Linked DNA regions of Mus musculus: all the other regions are linked to region 1. The links are chromatin contacts, called in public HiChIP or PLAC-seq and promoter capture Hi-C maps. All regions are on one chromosome and are shown on one strand. Each heading gives the region's core, a stretch centred on a gene start, on an enhancer-like site or on the middle of the called end of the contact. The rest is flanking DNA. Distances are from core to core; before and after follow the strand shown. Region 1 holds the start of Sox10 (SRY (sex determining region Y)-box 10). Region 2 holds the start of Tmem184b (transmembrane protein 184b). Region 3 holds the start of Pdxp (pyridoxal (pyridoxine, vitamin B6) phosphatase). Region 4 holds the start of H1f0 (H1.0 linker histone).

Region 1 (2,700 bases), core at 163-2,662:
CTGAGTTCCAGAGTGGGCAGCCAGAGGAGCCCCCCACAGAGGCACTTTGGGTAGATGGGTGGGCGAGATCTCCAAATCTGGTCTTCCAAGAGACCAAACTTCCATAGGTTGGTCTCCCCTGAGAGAGAGGCCTGGGCGATCCTGTTCTGGGGTCCCAGGCTAGCCCTAGTGCGCGCGCACGAGGGGGGTGTTGGGCCGGGGCAGCGCTCACCTCCAGAGCTTGCCTAGTGTCTTGCTGAGCTCAGCATTGTGGAGGTGAGGGTACTGGTCGGCTAGCTTTCTGCGTGCCGCCTGTGCCCACACCATGAAGGCGTTCATGGGCCTCTTGACGTGCGGCTTGCTCTTGCTGGCACCGTTGACGCGCACGGGCATGGGCACCAGCGTCCAGTCGTAGCCGCTGAGCACCTGGCTGACCGCCTCGCGGATGCACACGGGGAACTTGTCATCGTCCGCCTCGCCGTCCTGCTGTTCCTTCTTGACCTTGCCCAGTTCACCGGGCCCCGGGCTGGCTCGCAAGCCCGAGCCACCGCCGCCGCCGTCGGGTCCCAGCGACGGCGCGCTGCCTGGGGACAGGCAGCGGGGTTCCTCCGAGCCCACAGGGCTCAGCTCCACCTCTGATAGGTCTTGTTCCTCGGCCATGTCGCTCCCGGCCGCCGCCGCTTCGGCCGCCTCCCCCGGGCCCGCCGCCGGGGTCCTCGTGAAGAGCCCAACGCCCACCTGGACGGGAAGGAGGGCGCGATGGAGAGGCGCTGGGCGCCACTCCCGGCACGCGGGTGCAGCCCCGAAGTGGCGACTCTCCCTGCCTGCGCTAAACCCACTCGGGCCTGGGCGCGTGCACATGCCAGACCCTAGGTGGGTGCGTCCCGCCTCCACGTCTTCCCACCCCCTGATCCCAACCGTCTCTAGGTGTGGGTGTTTTTTTTTTTTTTTTTTTTTCGTTTTTTTCCCCTAAACCTCCTTTTGGGTGGAGGTTTGTTGATGGAAAGGAAGAAAAACGGACCCTTTATTCGGCTCTAATCCGGGCCCCTGGAATTTCCCACCTTTTCGCTCACCTCTCTTTCCCCTCGTCTGCTCTGACAGCCTAGGGGAGCAGAATGGGGGGACGCAGGCCTGCCTGCAGGGTGTCAGACTCTCCCATCGCAAAGCAGGGGTGACCCAGACCCCCGGTTGGCACTCCGGGCCCAGGGGCGCAGTGCGCACTCACCTCCTCCGACCTCTCCTCCAGTCTGGGGCTCGTCCTGAGGAAGTGGAAAACCGTGTCCCAAGGTGTGCGGTCCAGCTCGGGGCTGGGGAGTGACGCTGATGGACTGGGAGGGAGGGGCTGGGGGGCCCTGAGCCTCAGGCCACTGCCTTGTCTGGACGGAGCCTGAATCCTCACCACCAAACACCCTGGCTGGACAGCCGAGACTGACTGAGCCGCTGCAGACGGCTGGGGAAGGAAGGAGGGGGAGGGGAGGGGGAAAGGAGGGAGGGAAGGGCAGAAGGTGGAGCCTCCAGCGCTGCCTTCATCCCCAACACCCAGGACGCCTCCACTCTGCCCAGCCCCCCCCCCCCCAACCCCAGCCCTGTGACCCGCACTGCTGCCTAGGCCCGTCTCCCTGGACTCAGCTTGGGTTTGGCATCTGGTGTGAGCATGGGGATATTTTAGGTCTGGGAAGGGAGAGATACAGGTGGCACAGTCAGAACCTGTTGCCTGGGACCCTAAACCATTGCCACAGGTGGTGGCATGGACAGTTGACAAAGGACTGGAGAGAGGTGTGAGGAGAGTGGATAACTTGAAAGGGTCGTGGCCTGTGTTGCTTCATTTGAGAAATCCCACTGAGTCCCACTGTGTGCTAGGCACCGCAGCCTGCAGTAGGTATCAGACCCTCGCCTTCTCCTGTCCTCTCCAACACAGCTGACCCAAGCCAAGCCCCCCAGGACCGCAGCTGGATAACCTTTGCCCTGTACACATACAACCCCCAGATTCAATCCGTGATCCCTTCTCTCTAAGATCCTAGCATCCAGAAGGCTGGACTGGCCCAGGATAGAGAGAGACACAGGAGGCTGAGGCAGGGTGAGAGTGCCCTACTCTTCAAGAAGGGTGAGGGGGACTTTGGGGAGGGGGTGTCTCTCACTTCCATGAAGGGCTCTTCCTCTCCCTGGAAAGGAGACCCAGTCCTGGATGTCTGGATGTGAAGTCCCTTACTCTCCCACACTGAGAAAAGACAGGAACTGCCCTGGCTCTCACAGCCCCCGCCCCCTTTCTGCCCCTCAAGCCGATTCTTTGTTCTTCCTCCCGTTGCCCCAGGGCTCCTATCCTTGGTCTCACCTCTACAGCCTAGTTAGTGTCCTTTTCTCTTCTCAGTGAAGGCACCCTTTCCTGGTTGAGTGGCTAGGCGGAACTGGGGTGCCCACGGAGGGACAAACAGAGGAGCATGGGCCACCCCACTGACAGTGTGTGGCTTCTCTGTCCCACTTAGCTAGGTAAGGCCCTAGGCCCACACCAAACAGGTACCTTCTGGAGTCGAGCTGGAACTGGGGTCTGGAGAATCAAGGCCTCAATGATTGGGAGGGCCCCAGGGTGGATAGTGGGGACACAAAGAGATAGTCACATAGGGCAAAGGCATGTCGAGGGGGTGGCAGACATTGGTAACACACACTCACACATGCTTGCGCACACACAACCAGCCAGACAATTGGGCCAGTGTGTCTGGGGCT
Region 2 (2,700 bases), core at 106-2,605, 240 kb after region 1:
CTTTTTTTTTCTTTTTCCTTTTTTTTTTTTTTTTTTTTTTTTTTTGCTGGCTTGTCCATCCCCCCCACCCCCCACCCCCCAGCACTGAATCCACCTCCATACTCCTCAGTCTTTTGTCTTCTGTTTCTGGAATCCCTGTGATTCTTTCCAATTCTGATTCTGCCCCAAGCACCTGAGAGCTCTTCGATGCCTCGATCCTCACATCTGTGTGCGGGGTGAGCACCAGTCTAGCTTCTGGGGCTCCCACACCCAAGGGTTCCAACTCCGGCCCTGCACAGAACTCTCAAGATACTCAGATGTGCCGAGCCCAAGGGCCCACCAAACTTGTTGACACGAAGAGGGATGCTGCAAACAGCCTGTCAAAAAAGCCAGACCGTGGAGACCTGCACCTCCCCCTGCTGCTGATGCTGGTGGGGTGTGTGTGTGTGTGTGTGTGTGTGTGTGTGTTGGCTGAGTCTGCAGCACTTGCCTCCAGGGCACAGATTGCTACTTCTCTCCTTACATAAAGCACCTGGCAGCCAGATGAATAATACATAGACCTTCACCTCACACCCAGGTATCAGGCAGGCAGACACCTGCTTTGCCCCACCAAGGCCTCCAAGGAGGGAGGGATGAGATGTCCCGCCTCATACAGTCCTCCAAGAAAGGATACAAACTAAAAATCCGAGCCCGTTCCCCAGACTCCCTAGCTTTGCCACTGCCTGGAGCTCCTTAGCCCCAAGCTAAGCATCCAAGCAAGGTGTCCAAGGGCGTGCCCAGGCAAACAGGCACCACACACCCAAACCAATCTCTAGGGTTCCTTTGAACACCCAGCATCCTGGGAGCCCCAGATCCCTATCCCCCTTCAAATCTACTGACCTGTGTGCAAAGCGCGCGCACACCCCCATTTACGCATGTACCGTCTCAAGGGCCGACCACCGGGCCAGGTCAAAGCCACTGCACTGAGGACCGACGTCTCCCCGCCCCGTTCGGTCGTGCCAGGCTGCAGCACACCCACCGCGGTGCGCACAGTCCCATCGGTAAGAGGCTGGGCCCCGCGCCGCCCACCCCGACTCCCCCACGAGCAGGTCCGGTTACACTCAGGGCCCCGCCACGCTGGCGAAGCGGGCACACCCACGGGCCGCTTGGGGGCCTCCGAGTCCCTGCCTCCCCGCGGGAAGTCCCCAGAGTGGAGTTCTCCCCAAGGTGCAGCCCCCGCCCGGTCCCCGTTCATCCCGTGCATCCGCCGCCCGGGTACCTCAGGAGCCCATGGCGCTGGAGACTGCAGGCGGAGCAGGCGGCGCCGCAGCCCGGTATCTCGGCCGCCGCTGGCGCGTCCCGAGCCCCGCCGGGTACCGCCGCGCCGCGCCTGCGCACTAGGAACGCCGCTGGCGGGGGCGGGGCCGGAGCGCGCCGCTGAGGTCACTCGCCGAGCCTTAAAGGGGCCGCGCGCTGCGAAGCACCACGCGCAATCTCGGGTCAGGAGAATGGTGAGGTCCTCTTGCAACTCGCAAACGCACCGCGAGAGACCCAGGGCCCAGGTTTCCTAGTCCAGTCCCACCCACCACAGTCCTGGGATGCACAGTCTGACCCGCGGGATACAGACTGTCCCGGACACTCGCGAGCTAGCTTGAGTTTCAATTCTCTGAAAGCCTTGTATATGCCAACGCTGAAGGTGAAACGAAATCTAGTTGACGTTTGAGACAGGGAGGGTGAGTGTGAGACTGTGGAACGGACTTCCACGGAACGTTTTGTATAGTTATGCAAAATGAAACTGCTCTAGTGGAGCTGCCCCACCTCATTCCTAGCAGCCTAACGAACCGATTCTAGAGGAGTCATTCCAGCCCCTACCCCACTTTGATTTGTGAGGTCCTCGTCTTACCCAGATGACTGAAATGTGTAATATGCAACCAAGTTTATTTTTATCTCCAGCTCCAAATGTCTACCGACGCCTCTTACTTAGCGGGCTCAGCTGCTTTCCCCTCCACACACATTTCTTCTTCACAGCATTCCCCAATCCCTGCTTCCAGTCTTCAAGCCAGAAAGTCTAGTATTATCCTTGAGTGCTGCCCTCCCTCTCCCCCTCGTCCCATCAGCTTGGGCAAGACATCCTGTATCCCTAGACTCTGACCTCCACACTACTGAACTGCTGTCATGTCCAGGCTCTGCCCAGGTACTGTGAGCATCTACTTAGCCCGATTTTCCAACCTTGTCCTCGGCGGGTCTGTGCCAATGTGAGAATCAGGGATTCCTTTAAAAATCCAAATCGTTGGAGGAATGCTTGCTTACCATTCACCAGACCCTCAATATAATTCTTTGCACCAAAGTAAACAAACAAACGAACCCACCCAAGATGAACTATATGGCACTTTGCTCAAAACCCTTAATTAGTTCCTCATGCCATTCCAAATGAAGCCAACATCTGCAGATCTCTGCACAGCCTTGATCCAGCATCACCCTCCGCAGGCATGCCTGGCCTCATCTCCTTTTCCTGAACACTGACCTCTTGCTTTCCCTACAACCAAGTACAAGCATTCAGCTTCCATGCCTTTGCACCTGCTGTCCCCTCTGCTGGGGCTACAGTTTCCCCAGACATGTCTTCAAAGTCTTGCTTGGCTGGCTTTACTAGGGAAGCTGAAGCAGGATTGTTCTGAGACAAATACCTCCTTCCCAGAGTAAGATTGCTGAGCCCCTCACCTGCAGTCCATAGTCAACATCTCA
Region 3 (2,700 bases), core at 133-2,632, 250 kb before region 1:
CTAACGCTCCTTTCAGCTCTACACCTGAGGGTCTTTTGGGAGTGGGCTGGCAGAAGTGGGTCAGTGCATCTGGAAGCCCAATTTAGTAACCGAGTGGAGGCAGGGGCATGCTGTCTATGGTCTTCTAGGCTAAGAAACCCATTACAAAAGGCACAAAGAACAGAAAATAGTTGGGCCTCAAAGGCACGGTTTTTCTTCGGTCTCTTCCCTTCAGTTGCTCTGGGTTAGACAGCTACAGTTCTGCTTAGAACCAAAATATTGTGACAGTACAGATCCCTGTTCATCCCTGGTCCCCATACTTTGAATTACTGGTTATTCAAAGGCTTGACAGATTAAAAGGTTTCCGTCTACAAAATGGAGACCTAGGCAGTTGGGATCACCCCATCAATAAAATGGGTTACCAATTGGGCCTGGCCATCAAAATAGTGCCTAGTGCCCCCACACACATAAAACATGAAATCAGATCTCTGGGTTCCTGTCTTACAGCCATGTGTTTGATTATCTATTTATTTATTTATTGGGTTTTTTTTTTGTTTTGTTTTTTTGTTTTTTGAGACAGGGTTCTCTGAATACCCTTGGTCCTAGTACTTGCTCTGTAGACTAGGCTGGCTTGGAAATCAGAGCTCTTCCTACCTCTGATTCTGAGTGCTGGGATTAAATGTATGTGTTCGCATCGCCCGGCTAGAACGTTTTAACATTCATCTGTGTGGATGTGTGTGTGGAGGTCAGAAAACAACTGGAAGGAGTATGTTCTCTCCACCGTGAGGTTTCTGAAGAAGGAACTCGGGTCCTCAGCCTTGACAGCAAACTGCCATCATCTGCTGAACCATTCCACTGACCTGTACCTGTGTTTTAAAAATCATTTATCTAAAGCCATCGAACTATAAAGTATACATCTTACTAAACGGAAATTATACAACAACAACAACAAAAAAAAAAAACAAGTTCCCCAGGAGACTCCACAGCACAGTCAGATGACCAGAAGGATCACTGACCAGGTCTAAGAGCCCAGGCCAGCTTGCGAAGTCACGGGTGATGGAGCCCTGGCTCCATCACATCCACATGTTTCTAATGAGCCTCAATGGTTCCGAGGGCAACAAGATGTGGCCCGAAGACAACATCTCTCTCAGCCTCTGTTTTTCTCCTAGCAACCATCTGGCCTACGTTTTTAATTGGCTGGGAAGCGCACGGCGATTCGCTGCAGACCAGGCTGTCTCTTCATTGGTCGCCTCCTTCTAGTGGCGCCCGCGGTCCCGCCCCTTTCTCCGAGCTCCTTCGGGATCGGCCAGCACCTTCGACTAAATTCTAGTCGCTATTGGCTGAAGCCTGTGTTCGTAGCCCCGCCTCCTCCCCGTTCTGCGCGCCAATTGGTGAAGCTGCCCCTTGTCCACGGAGGGAGCGCAGCGCGCGCGTGCGAGCGGCCAGCCGGCTGCATGGCGCGCTGCGAGCGGCTGCGCGGCGCGGCCCTGCGCGACGTGCTGGGCCAGGCGCAGGGAGTCCTGTTCGACTGCGACGGAGTGCTGTGGAACGGCGAACGCATCGTGCCGGGCGCCCCTGAGCTGCTGCAGCGGCTGGCGCGGGCCGGCAAGAACACGCTGTTCGTGAGCAACAACAGCCGGCGCGCGCGGCCCGAGCTGGCGCTGCGCTTCGCCCGCCTGGGCTTCGCGGGGCTGCGCGCCGAGCAGCTCTTCAGCTCCGCGCTGTGTGCCGCGCGCCTCCTGCGCCAGCGGCTGTCCGGGCCGCCCGACGCATCGGGCGCAGTGTTCGTGCTGGGAGGCGAGGGGCTGCGCGCTGAGCTGCGCGCCGCGGGGCTGCGCCTGGCGGGGGACCCCGGCGAGGACCCGCGCGTGCGCGCCGTGCTCGTAGGCTACGACGAGCAGTTTTCCTTCTCCAGGTTGACCGAGGCGTGCGCGCACCTGCGCGACCCCGACTGCCTGCTCGTGGCCACCGATCGCGACCCTTGGCACCCGCTCAGCGACGGAAGCCGGACCCCCGGTGAGCACGGGACTGGGCGCGGGGATGTGTGCTGGGACCTGACGCGCTTTTCGGAATTCCTGCAGCTGCCGCCTGTCGGATAGTGGCCGAGGACCAGTTTGACACACGAGCCACCTTAGGCTCACTGTAGCTCAGGGAATTGCAGGTGGGATACAGATTTGGAACCGGCCTCTTGGGCTTTTGTCATTGGCCCCACCCACTTTGCAGGAGGGTTTGTCGAAGCGGTCTGGAAGGATGATGCCGGTGGAGAGCTGGATCCGCGCATCCAGAATCAGGGTAGTGGGGAAACTAGGGGGTAGTGGAGCTTGACCTTAGGCCAGTGGGGAGACTGGAAGGTAGTGGAGCTTGACCTCAGTTCCAGTTCTGGCCCTGTTTGGTTAACCCTGTGAGTTACATAACCTCGGAACCTGGTTTCCAGTGGGGTTCTTTACCATGTCGGTTATCCCCAGGCTTTTGAACCCAGCCCTCTAGTTTATTAATAGCTTCCTGAAGCTCCTTAATGGTGCCTTCATTTCCTTTCCAGATTAGTTCAAAAATAAGAGTTTTGGCCCATTTCACAGTTAAAGAAATTGGTACTTAAGGGAGGTGAGCTGCCAGGGAACACACAGCATAGAGCAGGGGAACCTGACTTGGCCTTTGGGGACCCCCCATCCATCCATCCACCCATCCAAGAGCAGTCCAGGCTGTTCAGGCCTGTACCTAAAC
Region 4 (2,700 bases), core at 116-2,615, 140 kb before region 1:
TCCTTCTGGTGTGACAAACAGCCCCAGGCCTTAGCAGAGGTTAGTTCATCTTGATCAGCTACAATTCCCCACTCCCAGGTTAATGTTTAATTAAACACTTTCGTGCCTTTTTGCTAGGGAATAAAAACACCAGGGTCCGGGGATCCAGCTCAGGTAGGCAATACCACCAGAACCCTACGGAGCCGCTGCCAAGAGGTCCTAACATTGTGAGTAGGATGTCTGCAGCAGACAAGAGGTTCTGGGCTCTCTGGGGGTCTCTTCGGCAAATCTCGGAGCCTCTAAACTCTCTCGGAGCCTAGGACTCCCAACAGCCCCAGGTCGGACTACAGATGGTGGCGCCCCTTGCTCACTTGGTGGATTTTTGCCAAGCAGGGCGGGAAAGATGGATACATTTTAACAAAGACATGGCATCTTCCCAGCAAAATGGCGGTGGTCGGGACCACGGCTCCCTGGTGGACTGCAAACCTCCTACACCTAAGTCACGACCAGGGAAAGGAGAACTCTCTCCTCGGCTTCTCCCGCTGCGCCCCATTTTTCCAAGTCTCTAAAAGCACAAGGAGCCTCTGCGCATCCTAAGGGTCCCCAGGATGTCTGATCAGAGCCATTGGACAGCACCTATGATAGAGACTGCACACACATCAAGCCACACCCCACCTTGAAGAGGCCAGTGGGAGAGGGGACCTTCACCCCTAGGGTGGGCCTGGGGGGTGGTGGTCCTGCTTCTTACATCCCCAAAACTCCCTAGCTAACAAGGCAGGCATGTAAATGAACTCATACTCAGATACATGGGAGATGTGGGGGGTCTTTGAGGAGAGCAGGCCGCCCGGGAGGCTTGTCCGCATCTTCCAGGGGTCCCAGGAAGCTTTGGGGGGCTCGGGCTCAGAGAGCAATCAACTCGCCGAGGTCCGGGGGTGCATCGAGGGGAGAAGGCGACTCAAGAGGGGGAAGGGACAAAGTTTGAAAGTGCCCTTCCAACTCTTTCAGGGAAAGTTTCCTTGAGGGCCTCGCAGGCAGAGAGGGGGTAGGGGTGTCAGAGGAGCTGTGGTCGGGTGACCCCCGAGAGGTGACCGGACCCTGGGGAGGCGACCCCTCCCCCCTTGTCCCGACTCGGCCCGGCTGGGAGTCGCCCAGCTCAGGGCCGCGTGTGTTAGTTGGGGCCGCTTCTGAGCCGCTCCGCCAGGTTGGGGGACCCCGCAGGCATCCGGGAGTGGGGCTCCTGGTAGTCCCAGGGGGGAGCTTTCCGACGGGGGGTCTCAAGCCCCGGGGCTCCCCGGCTCCGCAGAGCCAGCCCCCCGCAAAGGGGAAATGTGCCGGCGCCCCAGCGCTCCTCGGCGCCGTTTGAGGCTCGTGGCGGGCGCGGGGGGCGGCGGCCGGGGCGCCAGGGTCCCCAGAAGGGAAGCCTAGGGAGCCGGGCAGAGACCTCGAGAGACGGCGGGCAGCGGGAAGGCCCGGGCCGCCGGGAAAGGTCGAGTTTGCTCGGCGGAAGAAACACAGATGGCGGCAGCGCGGCGCCATTCCGGGCCGGGAGCAGGCAGCCAGCAGCCCAGTCCTCACCGCGGTCCGCCCGCCGCCGCTAAATACCCGGATGCGCCGCCCGAGCGCCAGACGCAGAGCTGGGAAAAGGGAGGCTGTGGAGGCGGAGGCAGCGCCAGGCGCCGGGCGAGCGACCGAACGGTGGGGGCTGGGAGCGCAGAGCAGCTCGCGACCCGCGCCGGGAGGACAGGAGCCACGCGTAGCCCGCGTCCCCGGCAGCCGCACTTGCGTCTGGCCTGCTAGTGGAGCGGGAGAGCAGATCGCGAGTCAGGTTCTGCACAGCCTCCGGCGAGGGCTGGCCCATCGGAAGGCTCCTTGAACAGTGGGAGCAGGCCGGCCACCATGACCGAGAACTCCACCTCCGCCCCGGCGGCGAAGCCCAAACGGGCCAAGGCTTCCAAGAAGTCCACGGACCACCCCAAGTATTCAGACATGATCGTGGCTGCTATCCAGGCAGAGAAGAACCGTGCCGGCTCCTCGCGCCAGTCCATCCAAAAGTATATCAAGAGCCACTACAAGGTGGGTGAGAACGCCGACTCCCAGATCAAGTTGTCCATCAAGCGCCTAGTGACCACCGGTGTTCTCAAGCAAACCAAAGGGGTGGGCGCCTCGGGGTCCTTCAGGCTGGCCAAGGGCGATGAGCCCAAAAGGTCGGTGGCTTTCAAGAAGACCAAGAAGGAAGTCAAGAAAGTGGCCACTCCAAAGAAGGCAGCCAAGCCCAAGAAGGCTGCCTCCAAAGCCCCAAGCAAGAAACCCAAAGCCACCCCTGTCAAGAAGGCCAAGAAGAAGCCGGCTGCCACGCCCAAGAAAGCCAAAAAGCCCAAGGTTGTCAAAGTCAAACCAGTCAAGGCCTCCAAACCCAAGAAGGCCAAAACCGTGAAGCCCAAAGCCAAGTCGAGTGCCAAGAGGGCCAGCAAGAAGAAGTGAAGACTTTGCTTGGGGACACTCCTTCCTCCCTCCTGTTTTCTGTAAATACATTTCCTCACTTGATTCCATCTGCAACCCTTTGCCCATTCTATTCTGACTTTATTAAAGAGGACAGAGTTTGGATCCCTCATACAGACATTGTGGAATGACTCCTTTTTCCTTAACCTATTGTGCAAGGACAGCAAACAGACCTCATCTTTGTAATGATGGAGACGTACTTTTTTCTTGATTTGATATTAA

What was found. Promoter capture Hi-C pulls out the DNA fragments that hold promoters and counts their contacts. HiChIP or PLAC-seq counts read pairs in DNA pulled down with a chosen protein or histone mark. Capture Hi-C pulls out chosen DNA fragments and counts their contacts.
Region 2: an H3K4me3 HiChIP or PLAC-seq map of bone marrow-derived macrophages shows a contact between it and region 1, with 7 times the contacts expected there. The contact joins the promoter of Tmem184b here to the promoter of Sox10 in region 1. A contact is called at or near these places in 4 of 39 promoter capture datasets (frontonasal cranial neural crest, hematopoietic stem and progenitor cells, liver and 1 more), 1 of 484 Hi-C or Micro-C datasets (embryonic stem cells), 2 of 115 datasets of contacts at active chromatin or transcription factors (bone marrow-derived macrophages and pancreatic cancer cells) and 1 of 9 other capture datasets (adipose tissue).
Region 3: a promoter capture Hi-C map of stem cell-derived epiblast-like cells shows a contact between it and region 1, with 2.6 times the contacts expected there. The contact joins the promoter of Pdxp here to the promoter of Sox10 in region 1. A contact is called at or near these places in 7 of 39 promoter capture datasets (the 3T3-L1 cell line, cranial neural crest, embryonic stem cells and 3 more), 4 of 484 Hi-C or Micro-C datasets (cardiomyocytes, cerebellar granule neurons and olfactory sensory neurons), 2 of 115 datasets of contacts at active chromatin or transcription factors (embryonic basal ganglia and pancreatic cancer cells) and 1 of 9 other capture datasets (pancreatic islet).
Region 4: a contact with region 1 is called in a promoter capture Hi-C map of liver. The contact joins the promoter of H1f0 here to the promoter of Sox10 in region 1. A contact is called at or near these places in 2 of 39 promoter capture datasets (hematopoietic stem and progenitor cells and hippocampal neurons), 3 of 484 Hi-C or Micro-C datasets (the G1E-ER4 cell line, embryonic stem cells and myocytes), 1 of 115 datasets of contacts at active chromatin or transcription factors (pancreatic cancer cells) and 3 of 9 other capture datasets (adipose tissue, liver and pancreatic islet).

What each region holds. Positions count from the first base shown.
Region 1 is chr15:79,163,078-79,165,777 of GRCm38.p6, forward strand. Sox10 (SRY (sex determining region Y)-box 10) reads right to left here and starts at 1,413. Exons shown (of 4, transcript NM_011437.1): 1 at 1,205-1,413; 2 at 212-717. The coding sequence starts at 639. RefSeq lists enhancers at 1,270-1,928, 2,454-2,700, 2,618-2,700.
Region 2 is chr15:79,401,948-79,404,647 of GRCm38.p6, forward strand. It overlaps Tmem184b (transmembrane protein 184b), which reads right to left and starts at 1,356. Exons shown (of 9, transcript NM_172608.1): 1 at 1,238-1,356.
Region 3 is chr15:78,912,537-78,915,236 of GRCm38.p6, forward strand. It overlaps Pdxp (pyridoxal (pyridoxine, vitamin B6) phosphatase), which reads left to right and starts at 1,383. Exons shown (of 2, transcript NM_020271.3): 1 at 1,383-1,995. The coding sequence starts at 1,434. All of the region lies in intron 5 of Gm30368 (a long non-coding RNA gene), which reads right to left.
Region 4 is chr15:79,026,847-79,029,546 of GRCm38.p6, forward strand. It overlaps H1f0 (H1.0 linker histone), which reads left to right and starts at 1,366. Exons shown (of 1, transcript NM_008197.3): 1 at 1,366-2,700. The coding sequence starts at 1,876. The coding sequence ends at 2,460.